Regions from separate parts of the Gossypium hirsutum genome. Here region 2 is linked to region 1. Evidence: chromatin contacts called from public Hi-C data. All regions are on one chromosome and are shown on one strand. The core of a region is the stretch at or near the end of the contact, and the rest is flanking DNA. Distances in the headings are between cores, read along the strand shown. Region 1 holds the start of LOC107951910. Region 2 has its middle 33 kb from the start of LOC107952425.

Region 1 (3,236 bases), core at 226-2,725:
ATTAATCAGCTAATAAGCTGATTTGGGTCAGCATATGGATGGTTTTGGGCTGCCCAATCCTTGGCCTGTTCAGTTCAATCGATTCGGTTCAACTGGACCACTTTTTTCATAATTAATTAATAATAATTTATTTAGCCCAAATTAAATTGGGTGTAAATTAAAATTAATTATATTATGAACTAATACACATAATTCGACCGTTTTAGGCTGGAAATTAAGTTGCCTCGATACTTTAAATTGCTTCTCGGTTTTGTGCTTTTGGTAGTGTCTGCTGAGCCATTTTTCGCCCTTTGCGCAAATCTGTCGAAAATAACCAAAATTCATTAAAAATAACTATAAAATTAAATAAATTTCAATGTGTTCATATTTTAAGTGCACTTTAATTATTTTATAAAAATTAATTATTTTTCGACAAGAATTTAACCGAGTTCTCATGAATTTAAGTTAATAAGGGTATGAAAAAGTGTGTAAATTTTTGTGTTTCCAGTGACTAGTACAAGAAGTGTTCAAAACATGAATAAACCAATTTGCAAGCATTGGGGTAAAAATCACTTCGGAGAGTGTAGACTAAAAATGAGAGCTTGTTTCAGATATGACTCCACCGAACATTTTATGCTAGATTGCTCGAGGAAGTCAGATGTTATCAGTGATCAGGCTGCTAAGTTGATGTCAACTCTGCAAATAGGTAAAAAGTTAGGAATTGGTAATAATGTCAGAGCCAGTCGAGGTGGAATAAAGATGCGACCGTGAGATCTGAAGCTCATGCACCTGCTAATAGATTTGATATGTAAACAATATATTAATTGTATTAAAAAATAATGGAAGCAACTTAAATTAAGATCATCCTGCAAAGCATAGTTTTTTGGCACCAATAAAATAGTATCACATCATCAAATTTTAAAGATATACAAATAGTACTATACACTCATATATATATAAATATATGCCACTTTCTCTAACTTAATTTAACTTTAATTAAATTAAGAATCAAAATTTTGAGAAAAAAAATGTTGGAACTATAGTGTAAAAAAACCATAAGAAAAAAATTTAAAAACCTAAAATAAATAATTGAAAATTAAACGAAGAGATCAAAGAAAAATTGAAAATAAAGAAAAAAATTTAACCACCAAATAAAAAAAACTAGGAAATTGAAAAATTATAGTCACCACAAATTGTATCATCAAACTTTGTTAAGTGATTAAAAACTATAAAAAAAATGAAATAGAGAACAATTTAAAATGAAAAAAAAATTGACTATCTAGAAATTAAAAACTTTTAAAAAGATAATTGCACAAAAATAAAAAAAAATTATAAGGTTATAAAAAAATATGTTCGTTTATTTTTAAAAAAAAATTAATTATGTTAAATATCGTTATCTTTAAAAATGAATAACATGATAATATTTGAATGGTGCTTCAAAACGAAACCTTTTAGAATATTTTAATATAAATTATTCTCAAAACAATAGATTAATTAACCGCATTATGTTTTTTTGAACCTTAATTAATCGCATTGTTAACCAAATTAATCCCAGAAATATAATCCTAAGTCGAGAAGATTATAATAGAAAAAATAATGAAAGGTGTAGAAAATGTAAAACACATACGCGAAAGCTAAATCAGCATCACACCAAAACATAACCTAACGGTCCTCGTCTTGAAATTTTCCATAATTTTTTCTTTCCTTCCAAACACTGCCTTTCCTTTGGTTCCTTCATTTCATTTTCCCTTCACATTCTTTCATTCCTTCTTCTTCCGCTTTTCTATTAATTGGTTCTTTGTAAGCTTTGTTGTGGCTGTGGTTTGCAGTTTCCATGAATAAATACAGAGATATAGAAAAAGGGGGAAAAACAATGATTCGTTCGATTGAGAGATGTATTCTTTGATTTGATTTGCTAGTTTTTTTACTTGGTGAGCCAAAAATGGACATGCCAAAGCAGGTGACGGTTCGTGACTTGGTGGAGGAAGCCAGGAAGCGGATCGTGATTTTTGCTATCTGCGTCGTTGGATTGTCCTATCTCATGTCACGTTAAGTTCTCAAATGCTCTCCTTTCTTTCTTTTGTATTTTTCATCTACTTGCTACTGAATTTACTATATACTTTTGATTGTTTAATTATTCCTTTTGATCTTCGAGTGTAGCTTGATTAATACTTTATTCAATTACTTACTTGCTACTGGATTTACTACATGATTTTGATAGCTTAACTTTTAGTTTGATCTTCAAGTTTGATTGATTAGTACTTTTATTCAATTACTTGTTATTGAGTTCAGTTAGGATTTTGACTCTGTTCAATTACTCTTTTAAAACTAAATTTTTAGTAACTTTAATTTTGCTTCGTCTCATCCATTACTAATAGGAAATCGGACCGGTTATAGTTTATGTAGCCTGCAGGTGTAGCATTGAAGTTTTATTAAACTTCGGTTTCAAATTAAAGTGGCACCAGGATTTCAAATAGTCATTTTTTTCCTATTTGCCGGAATTGATGTTCTATAACCTACCAGTTTAGTCAGTCTTGCATTCGGCTGTCTAGGTGATGAATTCAAGTTGCAGCCACCAAGTATTTAACTATTGTTGAGGTCACTCAGTTCGAAACTAGAACTTTAGTTAACATCATTTATGTGATCAAAAGTTTTACACTTGTTAAAGAACAAAAAAAAATTGCACTTGCTGGTGTTTCACTTCAGTTCCTTAATGTGAAATTGCCATGAACTATAGTCATAAAGAGAGCACTAGTTCCTTTTTCTTTATACACATTACCTGCCAGTTCAGTGTAATGCTACCAATTAATGCTGCTACTTCATTGATAAAATAGTAATCATTGTACAGATTGCTACAATTAGGGTAAAAAGAATCAATTGTTAAGAAAACTCTTTGGTTGCAGCTTAATGTAATGCAGTCAGTGGATTCTTTCACCGTACTTGTATGATTAAGAATTATGTTTTTAATTCTGTTTTGTTTCAGTTGTTTGGAGTTTCACTTTCTTATGATACTTTTTACCCCTCTGTGGACCAAGCACACACTAGTGCGGTTTTTCATGGGTTGTTAAGTCAGTTTCTTTTTTTTTCTTATGGACACTTAGATTTGAATACTGAACAATGTAGGCACTGGGGGGATATAGCCCCAGAGATGAGCATTATATGGCATGATTCATGTAACTGACCTCAATTAGGTGGGATTAGATTTCTGTAACCATGAAAAATTGAAACATATCAAGTTCCTACCTTAAAATTTTCTT
Region 2 (3,236 bases), core at 228-2,727, 86 kb after region 1:
TTAACAGAGTTCCATAACTAAGTATTAAACACTAAATTACTCCACATATGACTTTATAATTTTCTATTGTCTCGGAAAAAGAGGAAAAAAATAATTCATCAACAATATATGCAACACAGTTTGCATCGTTCAGCATCACATCCCCAGGTTGAAGATCATACAATTAAATCCCAAAAGTTCGACCTGCATATTTCTTGATGAAACAAAAGTACAAATAGCTTCCAGTTTCATTGATTCTTTGCATTTGAAGGCCAAAGTATGACTTGCGTACACACAAATCTACATTACATTCGCTAACTGTAACTCTAAGATGAAATGGCAAGTGACCAACCTCAGGCAGAAGCTCAGTATCAAAAGAATGTAGATCTAAGAGACCGGGACTGAACTCGCCGCTTGGCGGACGCGAACTAAATGGAGGAGTTGTAGGCTCCGTGAAATAGTCGTTCCCCGTATTAGAACCCCTCTGTACATTCTTATACATTCTAGATCCTTGAGATCCTCCTCCTCCACCATAAAACGCATAATCCTGCTCTCGATCCAAGCAGCATAAGCAGCAAAATCATGCATTCGAAATAATAACTACTTTGTATTGAAATATTGCTCCCTGCACATTCCATTTATTTATTTTGCTCGCAAATTAATTTCCAATCTAAAAAAGGGAAAAAAATCAAACATTTATCAATTTTTTTATCCAATAAAGTGTCATCTGGAAAACTTCATTCATTTTGTTTTCTTTTAATACCAAAAGGAAATCTCGAGAGTTAAAGCAGCCAGCTTAACTGCTTTTCCTTTCGCATGTTAGACTTAAAATTATATAATTAAATCTAAAAAATCAACACATTTTCAGTTTATTCTTACTAAAAAAAATAGATTGCCATTTTCATTTTATTTCTCCAACAAAAAAATTAATTAAAAAGGAAAAAGTGTGAGACCTGAAGAGGAGGAACAGAGTTGTTGGAAGAGTGAAGATGTTGAAGACCAGCAGACTGAAGCCATCTCCCATTCGACGTCGTTTCCAAGAAGTTATCTGAGTGTTGTCTCTGATGGTGCACTTGAACTCCTGCGGCATCAGATCTCTGCCTCTGTCTCCCCATTCCGTTCATCTCCCAACACTCTTCCACCTCGCTTTCTTTCAATTATTTAATCAAATTAAAAACAAAACTTCGATCCTTCGATTTAAAGGTTTACCTCTTCAAAATAGAAATTATAAAGAGAGAACAATCAAATGCCCCCGATTAACATTTAACCGGATCCTCCTCGATCTTTTTTAAGCTTTGGTTTCAGACAATGATCATTCAAAGCAAAAGGATTGAGTTATAAAGAAAATGGACAGTGTCAATGAGAATAAGAGAAAGGGATTGGATTTTTGAATTTTGAAGGCAGTTGGGAGAGACACGTGTGGCACGTGCCGTTGGGGGATGTGGAAGGAGGTACTATACGACGGCGGATTGAGCCGAAAATTGTGGAGAGGGGATCTAGTGGGCCCGGGACTTGGGGGTCTATACATATGGCTTTTCTTTAAAAAGGTCTAATTCTATCTTCAGTCCCTATATTCTTTAAAACTTTTAAAATTCAATCTCTTATACTTTTAATTTTAGTAATTTAGTCATTCTACTTATTTGATTTAAATATTAAAATCTAATTAAAGTTAAAATCTTGAAAATAATATTGGTAAGAGAGATAACTATAAACCCTGAAAAGATTAGTTTTTTTATGAATCATAAAACGAATATAGAGAGATACCTTTAGTTCCAACAAAAAATTTAAAATGCAATTGATAACCTTCTTAATTGCTATTGTTTAATTGAATAATAAAAACTTTCATTAGTGGGTTATAAATTAAATATTAATTTTTAAATTAAACAAGGAGAGGAATTAAATTTCTAAAATTAAAAATATAGAGTAAAGACTACGAAATTTCAATAGTTGAAAAAGTAGAGGGATAATGAGGGTGATTAAATCTTTGAATAATTTGAAGGAATTTGGAGTTATTTGTTTTGCGAAAATAGGGGTATCAGCAAACCACCGTCCCACATGGTGGGACCCTCCAAAAAAATCAATCAGTTGCGCGCTTTTGAGTCTCATCCAAAAGCTCCCATCTTGTAGGGATACAACTCTCCCACCCCATGTGTTTCATCAAATTGAGTAAATCTTTTTACTTTTATTTTTCTATTTTAATTTTACATATATGCTAAAAAAAATTAATTGAGAATCTATACTACATTTTTTTGAAAATTTATCTATTTACATTGTTTTTGGAAATAAAAAGAAAAATGCGTTTTATGGGGTGCGTTTTCACTTCTAATAAAAATGCGTTCTATAGGACGCGTTTTCACTTTGGTAAAAGAAAAAATTCTTTTTTCTTTTCTTGTGGTTGGAAATTAAAAATTTGTAAATTTATTTTTGTCCGTATTTGAGATAGACATGATTATAGTTTTAATGATTGTTTAAATTCATAGTGGTGTAGTGGAGTTGAGTGACCTATAAATTTCATTTGTCATATGAGTATGGAGCCATCACCCAGGAAATCGGATCGTGTTGCAACTCAAGGTCCCACTTGACGATAATTATACTATCTGAGGTTGAAGTGTAACTAGGGCTTCAAGTTTATAGGGGTTATATTGTCGAGGAATAAAGCATAAATGGGGTCATACTTGATAGTGGTTATGCGGGCACGACAACAAATTTTTCCTCGTTAGAGGAGGATGCTTTATAAAACCCAAACAAATGTACAAAGAAGAAAAACGCAGTGGCCTTTTTGCATAACCAAGTATATTGTTTTATCCATGTCCACCAAAAGCTATGCCCCCGTTATTATAATCTGTGACATAATTGGGGTGTAATAGGTTTTACTAACATGGTCACTGCTTTTGGTGGACATGGACAACACGAATTACTTTATTATACTGGAAAACCCCTATGTTTTTCTTCCTCTTTCATGTGGGTTTCATAAAACATACTCCTCTAACAAGGAGAAATTGGTTGTTGTGCATGCATAACCAACATCAGCTAAGGCCCCAGTTATACTCCATCCTTTGACATCATAACCTTTGTAACCTTGGAGCCTTAGTTACACTTTAACCCAAGGCAGTATAGTCACCGCCAACTTGGACCTCGAGTTGTAAAGGGATTCCGGTTTCTCAGGTGATGGAGTTATACTCACATGACAAGTGAAATTTGTAAATTATCGAGCTCCGTTACATCACCGTGAACTCAAAAAAAACTTAAAACTATGA

The links. A called contact is a pair of places that touch in the nucleus more often than the background predicts.
Region 2: a Hi-C map of leaf shows a contact between it and region 1, with 2.6 times the contacts expected there. The contact joins the enhancer-like site here to the promoter of LOC107951910 in region 1. A contact is called at or near these places in 4 of 34 Hi-C or Micro-C datasets (hypocotyl, leaf and petal).

What each region holds. Positions count from the first base shown.
Region 1 is chrA02:87,222,389-87,225,624 of Gossypium_hirsutum_v2.1, forward strand. It overlaps LOC107951910, which reads left to right and starts at 1,476. Exons shown (of 15, transcript XM_041085132.1): 1 at 1,476-2,027. The coding sequence starts at 1,922.
Region 2 is chrA02:87,308,019-87,311,254 of Gossypium_hirsutum_v2.1, forward strand. It overlaps the pseudogene LOC107951908. Among protein-coding and RNA genes, the nearest start is that of LOC107952425, 33 kb to the left of the region's middle. Within about 2 kb of position 1,478, at least 9 of the 9 cell types and tissues checked have an H3K27ac peak or open chromatin away from gene starts, as enhancers often do. A contact at or near this core is called in hypocotyl and leaf, where this site is marked.